Linked DNA regions of Capra hircus: region 1 is linked to region 2. The links are chromatin contacts, called in public Hi-C maps. All regions are on one chromosome and are shown on one strand. Each heading gives the region's core, a stretch centred on a gene start, on an enhancer-like site or on the middle of the called end of the contact. The rest is flanking DNA. Distances are from core to core; before and after follow the strand shown. Region 1 overlaps LOC102188340 (liver carboxylesterase). Region 2 holds the start of LOC102188073 (liver carboxylesterase).

What was found. A called contact is a pair of places that touch in the nucleus more often than the background predicts.
Region 1: a contact with region 2 is called in a Hi-C map of blood, with 12 times the contacts expected there. The contact joins the enhancer-like site here to the promoter of LOC102188073 in region 2. A contact is called at or near these places in 2 of 5 Hi-C or Micro-C datasets (blood and liver).

The regions. Positions count from the first base shown.
Region 1 is chr18:26,111,213-26,117,563 of ARS1.2, reverse strand. It overlaps LOC102188340 (liver carboxylesterase), which reads right to left. Exons shown (of 15, transcript XM_018062017.1): 3 at 3,977-4,121; 4 at 1,523-1,656; 5 at 277-430. Among named protein-coding and RNA genes, the nearest start is that of NUP93, 44 kb to the left of the region's middle. Within about 2 kb of position 3,238, at least 5 of the 5 cell types and tissues checked have an H3K27ac peak or open chromatin away from gene starts, as enhancers often do.
Region 2 is chr18:25,317,237-25,323,699 of ARS1.2, reverse strand. LOC102188073 (liver carboxylesterase) reads right to left here and starts at 3,381. Exons shown (of 14, transcript XM_018062001.1): 1 at 3,207-3,381; 2 at 1-135. The coding sequence starts at 3,258.

The DNA.
Region 1 (6,351 bases), core at 1,989-4,488, 790 kb before region 2:
TTAAAATGATTAAGAAGGAGAGGATGAGCTCAGCTGACACAGGACAGAAGAGAGTGTCTGTCGCAGCTGTGGCTGTAGCTATGGCCCCGGAGGCTGAGCTGAGCCCTGAGCTTCCTGGGGGCCAAGGGGAGTCTGGCCTTTAACTCTCCACCATCTGATGTTGCACAGAGTCGAGTCAACCTTGAATGCAGGTCTTGGAAGTAAAGGTCCCAGGACTAGATGGGCTGGTCTGCAAGGGGTCCCATCAGCAGCCACATCAGGGCCGGGAAGACTTACAAGAACAGACACACTTTCCCCTCCTGCTGACTCTCCAAAGATGGTCACAGAGCCTGGATCCCCGCCAAAGCTGGCAATGTTCTCCTGGACCCACTGCAGCGCGGCCACCTGGTCCAAGTGGCCCCAGTTCCCCCGGCAGTGCTCGTCCCCTGTGCTGTGAGTGAGAGGACAGGGTGGGGTTGGGAGCAGAGATGTCCCGGCAGGGCCCTGAGGACCAGAGATGGGGCTGGGGGTCCAGGGGAGCCTTCTGGAAAGGACTGGGCTTCCACAGCCCTGACACGGGGTCTTCACTCTCCTGCTGTCCTGCTCTGCTACAGGGCTCTGCAGAGCCATCCTGCATCTACTGACTAAGCATCTGCTACGGTCGGGGTGCAACCCTGGCTAAGGTGGTAGAGAGGCCTGGGGAGAGGAAGTGGGGCGAGTACACGCAGTAACACTGTCACAGGGAGCAGACACAGGCCGTGGGGGGAAGAGCTGAGGGGTCTCCGTGAAGGGGACACATCCTGGGACACGACTCCCCTGGGACAACCCTCCCCCAGCCCACAGGTCTTTCCAAGGAGGTGACCACCCCTCCCCCGGCCCACCCTCCAGCATCTCAGGGTAAGGGTTCCTGGCACCAGTACATTCAGGAAAAGCTCAGTAACTGCCTCCTGGAAACCCGGTTCCTGTCCCCAGAGAATCCATGCAGGAGACTCAAGCCTTCACTCATGCATGTGCCAAACTCCAGGAGGGAAATGGGGTGAGTGGGCCCAAGGCTCCTCCCAGTAGATGTCCCCTGGAGTCAGATGCTCCTTACAGCCTCCCAGTTCCAGGCACCCGCTCCTTCACCTACTAGACTTCCTGGAGCTCCCACGAGTCTACCCCTCTTCACCTCCCCAGGAGGAAAGCTGTGCGCGCCTCTAGGTGCTGTGCTGCATGGTGACCGTCATCTTGAAGATGCTGCAGCACGCCAGGCACCACAGTGGAAAGGGGTAAGCAGTTCAGAGGAGATGGCAGCTGGGCTGGGCTTGGTAGGAGTGATAGGAGTGCGTCAGGGAGACTGGGTGCTTTATGGGGAAGAGCTCAGAAGTCAGTGCACCAGGGTGGCTGGGGAACGAGAAGGCAGGTGGAGCCCAGTTAGGGGGGCACTCAGATGCCTTAGCAGGGAGCCTAGCAAGGAGCCCCTTGAGGGCGTGCATGACCAGAGTGGGGTCCTAGCACCCCCACCCTGGGGGCAGTGTGCCACCAGGAGAGTCCAGGGTCTTACCTGAAGAAGCCCCAGATGCCCAGGCGGTACTGAATGGTCACCACCACCACATTTTCATGGGCAGAGAGGACCAGCCCTTCATAGGTTGATGCTCCTCCCATCAGCAGAGCTCCTCCGTGGATCCACACCATCACCTGGAGGGGGGGATGCAACCACAGGGTTACAGGAAGCAGAGCTGGGGAAGACCTCAGAGGCAGGCTTGGTCACCTACCCGTTCTCCAGCTGCGGCCCAGGCCAGCACCCCACTCAGGGCACCCTGGCTGCCCCTGCCTGTCTCCCCTGCCCCAGTGCCACCTGCGCTCAGCGCTCCTCATGCTGACAACATCATCACGGGAACAGCCAAGGCTCGAGCACCGTCTCCTCCCCAGCACTCCCGCCACCCTCACTCCTGGACCCCTCGCCCAGCTCAGTGCACTCAGCGTGCAGAGGCCCTTGGCTAGAAGCTTGTTTCAGCGTTTCAGCTTCATCTTAGTTGCCTTCTGAGTGGCGAATGCAGCATCTCATGAATGAATGATCGTGTCAAGAAGCACACGCCATGGGTGGTACCTCATCTTAATATGACTTCCTGCTGCCTCCTTCTGCTCCCCAAATCTCACCCATCCTCCTAAGCCCAGCCTAAAAACCACCTCCTCCAAGAATTCTTGAGCCATTTGATGAATATGATCTGAAAACCTACTAGGTGCCAAGGACTGTGGTAAGAATTGAGGCCATTCATAATGCATGTCCCCAAATTTAAGGAGTTCACATAGCAAGAAAGTGAGAATAGCTAAAGTAATATAATGATTTTGTTATCAAAAATTTTGAAGAACTCATACATGAACTATGTACCAAGTATTATTTTAAGCATTTAAAAATAACTCATCCATGAATGAAGGACTCCTATTATCCCATTTCATGGACATGAAAACGGGGGCACTTAACCACCCTGAGGTCACGCAGCTACCAGGCAGTGGAGGCAGGACTTGAACCCAGGCAGTCTGACTGCAGAGTCCACGTGTTGAGCCACCCAGCACCCAGCAGCCAATGGCTGTCTGCCGTAGGTTGGCTGTTGGGGCCAGAGGAATTCCTTCCCTTCAACTCTAACTAATGCATCAGAAGTTGCCTCGTGTGCTGTGCCAGACACTGCCATAAATCTTCATATTCATCACTGAAAACTCATGTGTGATTTTCCCTGATTTGAGGAAACAGAGCCAGGTCTCTCAGGCAGTAAAAGGCAGAACTAGTCTTTACACCCAGACTCTGCAGTTCCAGAGCCTGTGTCCACACTAGAGGTTCTCCAGCCTCAGGTTCCCCGAGCCCCTGCTCCTCCAACACCTCCGATCCTTGACTGCCTCCTGGTGGAGGGACTGAGTTTGCAGTCATCTCTTGAGTCCAGGCTGAGCCAGGGGCTGGTCAGCAGCGATTTGCTGAAGAACCTAGTCCAGCTCGGTGCACATCCTCAAAGGCAGGGGCTGTGTGGTCATAGTTTTACGTTCCTCTTTTCTCTTAACCCCCACTTCTAGCTACGTGGGGGAGCACTAAGTATGTAACAGGCAAATGAATGAATGCCTGAGTGATCAATGTCCCCACCTCTTCAAGCTTCTAGTCCCAAGTTCAGACACCCTCCTCCACATCTGGGCACCATGCCAAGGGTGTTCCTGGGAGATGGCTGGGTGTGCGTGGCCACCCAGTCTCTACCCCCGCTGACCCCTCCTTTTCTAGCAGACCAGCCCCACCCTCTAGCCTGAGTCTGGAAGGCTGCCCTGTCTCTGGGCTCCATTTATTCTGGAAATGCTGACTCACTGAATCACTAGCCTGGGCCAGAGACAATTAGGAAGTGAAATAAACTACAAGAAAATCTTGATAGTTGGCAAAGGAAAGGGCAACCTTGTTGCTCCAGGCTCTGCCCCGCAAGCTGTAACCCAGAAAGCTGTCAGAGAAGGCCTCTGTATGCTGAGGAAAGGCACACATAGGCTCCATGCCAGTGTGTGTCAGAGCGCTCCCGGCTGTTCCAGGAGCCCCGTGCTCCAGTCCTGCCAACCCGACTCTGTGACCGCGCCTTCCCCTCACTGGGCCTCAGTTTCTCTGTCTGTAAAGGAAGGGTTGGCTTGTTGGCTTATCTCCAAGGTTCCTTCCAGCTCTAACTTTATGGAAATGACGTTTTACCCTCTCTGGGTATCAGATTCCTAATCTAGCAATTAAGAGTCATCCTTCTTGTCCATCTGTTAGCATGAGAGGCCCTGGAAAAATGAAATGTGCATCACAGATGTGCAGCAATCTCCCCCAGGGGCCCTACTCTGGCCGAGGGGAAACAGAGGTGTGGGCCACCTGCGCTCCCTGATGTCAGGTTTGGCTGTGGTGCACAAGAAAGCCCTGGGGCCCCAGAAGACCCTTGGCCCACGACGCCCCCACTCAACACTGCCTTCATCCCCTTCCAGTCTACCCCAGCCTTGCCCAGTGGTTCCCGCTGCTTACCGGCAGCCTGCTTCTCTTCGTCAAGTCAGCAGGGGTGTATATGTTTAGGTAAAGACAGTCTTCAGAAAATTTAGGCTTAACGCTCTCCATTCCATTGCTAAGGAGGTCTGAGGCCATTTCCCCAAACATTGCGTTTTGGGAGCACCTGGGAGGAGCAAGGAAAGAGAAGAACTCCTGATGTTCAATCAGAGCTGACCAAGGAGATGTCTCCAGTAGTGAGGCCAGGTCTTGGACTGGGAGAATTAAGCCTGTAAACAGAGCTGTCTTACCACATTCCAGACACTGGAATGAGTAGGAGGCTACCTGGGGGGTCAGAACAGGGGGCTCTAGGGCTCACCAAGGTCTCTGGGGAGAGTGACCAATGAGAAGGCCTGGCACCTCCCCCTTTCAGGAGACTTTGGAATGCATTGTGTCAAGAAGATGCTGCTTATGAGCCTGGAAGTGGATCATTTCCTGCATTCTCTGCTTGCAGTTGTCTCTCTGCTGCATAGCGAGTGCAGGGTGCTCATGCTCCTCTACAGGTCAAGCAGGAGTTCCAGTTCACGGGAGACTTCCAAAAACGGTGAGAAGCCACTCTGTTGGCAGTCATTTAAGGCATGCAACAGGTCAAGGGCAAAATATTTGTGGTGCAACATTAGGAGAGCTTGGTTCTCGTTCTGCCTCTGCCACTTACATGCCGGGTGACCTTGGGCAAGTTCCTTCTCTGTTCTGGGTCCCAGTCTGCCATGTCTAAGTGAGGGGAATGATTTCTATATGGGTCTTGCAGCACTGACAAGCTAAGATTCTGTCAGCTCATCTTGTCAAGAGTTATGCATTGCCCAAATAATGGATCTGAAAGATCCAACAGTGGTAACAGGCAATACTTAATATTTAAAAGACACTTGCTCCTCGTAAGGAAAGCTATGACCAACCTAGACTGCATATTAAAAAGCAGAGACATCACTTTGCCCACAAAGGTCCTTACAGTCAAAGCTATGGCTTTTCCAGTAGTCATGTATAGATGTGAGAATTGGTCCATGAAGAAGGCTGAAGGCTAAGGAATGGATGCTTTTCAATTGTGGCGCTGGAGAAGACTCGAGAGTCCCTTGGATTGCAAGGGGATCCAACCAGTCAATCCAAAAGGAAATCAACCCTGAATATTCATTGGAATGACTGTTGCTGATGCTGAAACTCCAATACGTTGGCCACGTGATGCTAAGAGTTAACTTGTTGGAAAAGATCTTGATGCTGGGAAAGATTGAAGGCAAGAGGAAAAGGGGGTGGCAGAGGATGAGGTGGTTAGATAGCATCACTGACTCAAGGGAGAAGAATTTGAGTCCAGGAGATAGTGGAGGACAGAGGAGCCTGATGGGCTACAGTCCATGGGGTTGCAAGGATTCAGACATAACTTATGGACTGAACAACCACAAAAATTCAGGTCAGGGGCTCCCCTGGTGGCTCAGTGGGAAACAATCTGCCTGCCAGTGCAGGAGACACAGGTTCGATCCCTGATCCGGGAAGATCCCACATGCCACGGGGCAGCTCAGCTTGTGAGCCACAGCTACTAGGTCTGTGCTCTAGAGCCTGGGAGCCTCAGCTGCTGAAGCCTGCGCGCCCTGGAGCCGGCGCTGCGCAAGAGACACCTTTGCGATGGGAAGCCCGCGCAATGCAACTAGAAAGTAGTTCCCGCCGTCTGCAGCTAGATAAAGCCCGCACAGCATCAAAGACCGAGCACAGCCAAAAATAAACAATAAAATAAATAAAATTATTTTAAAAAATCTTCAGATCAGACCCATGATATGGGTTCTATTATTATCCCCATTTCACAGTTGAGAAAACTGAGGCACAGAGAGGTTATAGAACCTGCCCAAGGTCACACAGCCATGAAGAGTCAGACTATGCACTGCTTATGCTTCCGAGGACTTTATAAGCCACATTTCCAGATTTGCAGAAAGCAGGCATGGTGGCCCGTAGTCCTGAGGTGCTTGGATGACATAGCTGTCAAGTGACTGTCAGAGCCCCATAGAGACCCTCCTGATTTCCATCCTGGGGGAGCTGTCCCCAGATCACCAAGGCAAGGGGATACAGTATTCATAAAAGGATACAATAAAAATTTAATGGGAAAGAGAGTTCAACATCACTAGTATTGAGATAAATGCAGAATAGACTCTAAAATTATATAAATAATTATGATGCTAATAATTATTATTATTTTGCCTACTCAATAGCCAAAACATTTTTAATAATCTCAAGCATTGGCTAGGGTCTGGTGAATGAAAGTTTCCATATATGAATGGAAAGAGTGTAGCTGGGACATTTCTGGAAGGAAATTTAACAAAAGATGATACTCTTTTACTCAGAAATGTCATTTCTTGGAGTTCAGCCCCAATTACCGT
Region 2 (6,463 bases), core at 2,132-4,631:
ATCCAAGAGGAGGCTTGGCAAAGGGGACTCCCAGGAAGACGGCCACAGGCTGAGCAAACCCTTTTAAGCTGACATGTTTCCCCAGGACTCTGCCCTGAGCGGTATCCACAACAGGCGGTGAGGGTGGCAGCCCTGCTGGACGTTGGGAGGAAATGAGGACACGTCAGTGGTGACAGTGAACTGGATTCTGGGTGGATTTTGTTACTTTTGCCACTTTTGATACTTTGCCATGTGATCTTGAATGTCCTCTCAACTCTCTAAGCCTCAGCTTCTTATGTAAGAGAGGGTGAAGCTGTCTTTCCTAACTCACAGAGTCATCAGAGGGAGGGTGATTCGGGGGCACATTCTATCTGTCCCATTCCCATGGAGCAGGCGGTTTTTTCTCACTGAGCTTAAATGCGTCTCCTGCAGTTGCCACGTCAGGCCCGGTCCTTGCTGCTCAGGGGCATCCTGCACCTTCATGAGGCAGGTGGCCTTAGCAACCCCTGTTCACGCTCGTCCCTCAAGTTCTCTCTTGTCCGTCCTCAACAGCTGCAGTTTGTTTAAGCATCCTTACAGGAAATGATTTCCAACCTCTCACCCTCCCAATTGTTCTCCTTTAGATACAGATGAAAGGCCAACCTCTCCCTCAAAGTGTGTGGCCAGAACAGAGAAGAATAACCCAGACCTGGTCTTATAGACACAGCCTTCAAGAGACAGGACGTGGACAGATGCCCAATTGGCAAGAGTGAAAAAGCGGGTGATGGGCTGTGAGGTATAGGCAATGATGGTGACAGCAGCGATTACCATTTGTGTTGTAGGTGATGAATGTGTATTGAGCACTTACTATGTACCACATGGGCACTCTAATCAGAGCAGCCTGGCTAGGGAGACATCAATATGTCCATTTTACAGATGAGGTAGCTGACGAAATGGAGCCAGCTAGTATGGATTTTCTAAAGGTGGAAACGGTATGACCCTGCCAGGGGATAACTAGCAGTAAGGGGACAATCAGCTTCTAATTAGGGCTTCCCTAGTGGCTCAGATGGTAAAGAATCTGCCTGCAATGTAGGAAACCTGAGTTTGATCCGTAGGTTGGGGAGATCCCCTGGAGAAGGAAATGGCAACCCACTCCTGTATTCTTGTCTAGACCGAGGAACCTGGTGGGCTACAGTCCACAGGGTCACAAAGAGTCAGACATGACTGACTAACACATAGCTGCTCTTCCCCTCGGTCCTGGGCCTCTCACAGTGTCACAGAGCCAGAAGGGAGATAAAGCCCAGTGCACGCTGGGCTGTCAGAGCACTGATGGCCGGAGCACTGGCTCTGGACTCAGGAGACAGAAAGAGAATTCAGAGCGTGGTTTTCCAGCAGACCTCGGGCACGTACAGTTCCCTCTCTGAGCCTCAGTTTTTCCATCTACAAAATGGTACAGATGCATCTGAGGTCCCTTGCTGCACCCTTGTATTCACCATGTCCTCTATGTCCTGTATTCTGATGCTTTGACAGCTGGAACCTTGCTGATTCTGGGGGGACTGCCCCTCCCCACATTAGCCAATCCCTGGAGACAGGAATGAACTTCCCTTCCAGCCTGCCAGAGCCTGTACCCCAATTCCCTTTGTTATCAGGTCCTCCACATTCGCCACCACCCCCCAACCACTCCAGGACAAAGTACCTGAAAACTGTGCGCACCCCTAACCTGCTGAAATTCTCTGCTTTGTCACTCCCAAACCTATTTATCCTGCCTCGCCTCTTCCTTCCCTATCAGCGACCAAGATAAATACCCTTACTCCCAATTTCTTTTCTTCCCTCGTGAGCCACCCCGGTGTTTACCACCTGGCACACCATGGTAGGGCCATGCTCTCTCCTCCATGAAAATGTGAGTCATAAACCACCTTTTCAAAAGGCAATTGGCTCCTGATCTGTGGGCCTTCAGTTCAGTTCAGTCGCTCCGACTCTTTGTGACCCCATGAATCGCAACATGCCAGGCCTCCCTGTCCATCACCAACTCCTGGAGTTCACTCAGACTCACGTCCATCGAGTCAGTGATGCCATCCAGACATCTCATCCTCTGTCGTCCCCTTCTCTTCCTGCCCCTAATCTCTCCCAGCATCAGAGTCTTTTTCAATGAGTCAACTCTTCTCATGAGGTGGCCAAAATACTGGAGTTTCAGCTTTAGCATCATTTAGAATACCATAATAGTCTATTAATACATATCTCTTTTTTTAAGCTTTAAACCTTTAATTTTGTGTTGGATATAGCTGATTAACAACATTGTGATAATTTCAGGTGAACAGCGAAGGCACTCAGCCATACATACACATGTATCCATTCTCCCCCACACTCCCCTCCCATCCAGGCTGCCACATAATACTGAGCAGAGTTCCATGTGGTATATAATAGGCCCTTGTTAGTTAACCATTTTAATATAGCAGTAATACAGTGTCTTTGAAAGCAACTCCTTTATCTCTTTTTTCACTTTCTCTATTTCAGGCACTGTTTAGAATACACAGCCCATTTCTACCTCAAAACAGTCCACAGAGGTAGAGTTGTCACCTCCATTTTCAAAATGCAAAACCAAGGCACAGAAAAGGGACATGCCATGTGTAAGAACACACAGCCCCTAAGGGCTGAACCCACACCGCTCTGTCTCCAGAACCAGTATTAATATTCTGGTAGGACCCCTTCAGGGCTTCCCAAGTAGCTCAGCGGTAAAGAATACACCTGCCAATAGACACAGGTTCGATCCCTGGATCAGGAAGATCCCCTGGAGTAGGAAATGGCAACCCACTCCAGGATTCTTGCCTGGAAAATTTCATGGACAGATAGCCTGGTAGGCTACAGTCCATGGGGTTGCAAAAGAGTTGGACATGAGTTAGCTGCTAAACAATAACAGAGATCCATTGCAGGATTCTGGTAAAGACCCACTCCATGTCCACATTAATAATCAAGAGGGAAAGACATGGAGGAGCTCATCAAAGTCCTCAGCGGGATGTGGGAGAGGAGCTGATTGTCCTCCTCTGGTGTGGCTGTGCCAAGCCGAGTCTAGGGTGTGCTTGGTCCCCTGTGTCTCCTGCCATGGGGCACGGGCTGGGCTAGACCATCCAAGTTCACAGAGCGTGTACTGCTGCAGAACCCGGCCTGTCACTGCTTTGCCCTGTGCCCATCCTTTCCCCTACAAGGATTTCCAAAGGTGCTCCTGCTATCTGCATTTCAGGAGGACTCACCCCAAGCTGTGAAGGAACCAAGGGAGGTCAGGACCAGAGCTAAGAGCCACATCCTGGAAAGAGAGCCGCTCCTGTGCACGCAGGTGTCTGTGCTGCTCACAGGGGCTGTTTCAGTCCCGGCCCTCAGCTCCCTCCACAAGCTCCCGCTCCAGCTGCTCAATAACAAGCAAATCTCTCCTCCCTTCCTTGTGGGTGGTTGGAATGTGTGAGCCACGCCTACCAAGAGTTTATCCTCGTTGAAATCAAGAACCCAGACTTCACTCTCCAATTGCAGGTAGCTGCAGATTCTATAAACAACTTGTTTCATAAGTGCTTCTCCTTTCCTGGACTCTAACCTTAGAGCTCTGTGACCTTCCCAGGGCAGACACAAACAGACAAGAGGCTTTCAGACAAGGGGAGTTTTTGATCTGGAGTCCTCAGAAAAACTGGAAAGCTTTCAGAGCAACTCCTAGCCCCACAGCTACCTAGCTAAAGAATTAAGGGCAAATCTTTTCCTTTCCTTTGGCTTCAATTTCAGAGTTCCATGCTATTATTTTGGAAGCATCATAAATTTCTTTCAGTCTCTCTTCTGATGTCTGAATTAATTTTATAATATACCTGCGAAGTAACTCAGCCTCCCATTGTATACCTCCAGGGTCAGGGAACTCATGACCTATCCAGGCAGGGATCTGGGGAGAGAATGTCTTTACAGTAAAGGGACTCCATCTCTCCATTTCGTTGGTTCTAATTATCCATCCCTCCATCCTTCCATTTATTATTTCATTCATTCAATCTCCAAACATTTACCAAATGCCTGGCACTATGCTAAGTGCTATGGATACAAAGATAAAACATAGTCCATCTCCTGGAGGAGTCACCATGTGATAAGACAGAGGCAGGGAGAGGTGATAGGTGGGTTGCAATGCAATGTGGCGGCACCAAAGTAGAGGGATGCAGAGTGCTCTGAGTACACCTGTGACAGTGCCCTTACCTACTAGGGGAAAGAGGAAGATGCTCAAAGCCCATCTAACAGAGTCATTATACATCCAGTAAGTGGGACATTCTCTAAGTACACTCTGGTACAGCCGGCTACGGCAATACTATGCTTTTACTCAAATGAGTGATGTACACCTCTGTTTCTTAACAGGGAAAGGCAGGCATGATGTGTTGTGAAGGGAAAACAATTATAATATAGTTTTGACTGCATTAGGATACTGTTGGCAGTTCCTCGAAAATCACACACAGGGGCCTCCCTGCTGTCCAGTGCTTAAGACTCCACACTTCCACTGCAGGGAGAGCAAATTCGATCCCTGGCCACGGAACTAAGCTCCTGTATGCCATGTGGTGCAGCCAAAACATTAACAAAAAATTAAACACAAAGTCACCACATTACCCAGCAATTCCACTCCTAGGTGTATACCTACAATAACTGAAATAGGACCATTATTTGTCATTGTCCAAAGTAGAAAGAATCTAAATGTCCAAGAACTGATGAATGGACAAATTAAATAATATCTGTCTGTACAATGCAGTATTATTGAGCCACAAAAAAAATGAAGTACTGGTACATGCTAAACAGGGATGAACCTTGAAAATATTGAATATTATGCTAATGAAAGGAGCCAGATATGAAAGGACAGAGATTGTGTGATTCTATGTATATGAAATGTCCAGACTAAGCAAATCCATAGAGGCAGAAAGTAGTTCAGAGGTTGCTGTGGGCCTGGGCTGTGGGGAGGAATGAGGTGTGGTGCTACTGGGTAGAGGCTTCTCTTTGAGGTGATGAAAATGTTCTGGGACTACATAGTGGTGATGATCGCAGAACTCTGTGAATATACTGAAAACCCCCTGGGCTGTAAGCCTTAAAAGGTGAATTTTGAACTTCCCTGGTGGTCCAGTGGTTTAGACTCCACATTTCCAGTGCAGTGGCAGCGGGTTCAATTCCTGGTGGGGGATCTTAGATCTCACATGTCACATGGTGTAGCCAAAATAAATAAATATATTTTTAAAAGATGAATTTTATGGTGTGTGGATTATCTTTCAATAAAGAAATATTTTCAAAATTTAGTCGTGCATAATATCCCATTATAATAAGGAAAACTGGGCTTCCTTAGTGGCTCAGATGGTAAAGAATCTGCTTGCAACACAGAAGATCTGGGTTCAATCCCTGGGCTAGGAAGATCCCTTGGAGAAGAAAATGGCTACCCACTCCAATATTCTTGCCTGGGAAATTGCCTGGACAGAGGAGCCTACTGGGCTACCGTCTATGCGGGTCATAAGAGTCGGACACAATTGAGTGACTTTCATTCACGTAATAAAAAGTACATATCTTTCTTTTGTAGGAAAAAATTTGGAAAGTTAGGTATTGAATTTCTATATGCAACAGCCATGTCCTGGCTAAATGTGTTTTTACTTATTTGCATGTTCCATTTGTATTTATTCGGACATTCACATGACAATTCACTGAGCTCACCGTGCTCACTGAGCGCACAGTGTGGGGATCGCTGTGTGGAGGGTGTGTATGCAGGATCTCACTCAGTTCTCAAAATTAACCCGTGAATTGATATCATGATTTCCCAGTGCTCAGTGAGGACAAGGAAATGGCCCGCAGGCACACAGTAAGTAAGAGGAAGAGCTGAGAACTGAACTACAACAGCACAATGTTACAGCCCCAACTCTAAACATCGTGGGAACTGGAGTCCTGAGGTATGAGGCTCCTCCTTGCGAACGAGATGGAGCAGAAATAAAGGGACTGTCTCCAGGGCAGCAGACTGAAGAGGAAGCTCTGCCTTCTCCATGCTTCCAATGATCATTTGTCAAAGCTGACCTGGTCCAGGCCAGAGCAATGCCTGGGAAGAACTGGGCAACTAAAAACCACATGACAGTCTTAGAAAAGTTGATGAGTTCTTGGCCAAGATCATGGATTGTGACTGAAATGAACCTTCTGGAGACCCAAGTTCTAAATGTGATGCTCATCTGCACTCTTTCTGGCAACTGGCAGACCGGTGAGGGGTGAGAGCTCGGGACCGCAGCGAAGTCAGCCCCAAGACGTGACTTCTTCTACAAAGACCAACCTGGGCTGGGGCTCCTCCCTTTCACCAGGAAAGAAACACAGGCCCTAAAGGGTACCCTAATAAAGAGCACTCCTATCTCTGTCCACACTGAACGATCCAGGCCGTCTTCCAAAGTAGACAACAAGCCTGTTTCTAATCACTTAGCTCTTGTACACATGCGTGTGCCTTAGTACTTATATATGTGTGCCTGTCCCACCCCCACAC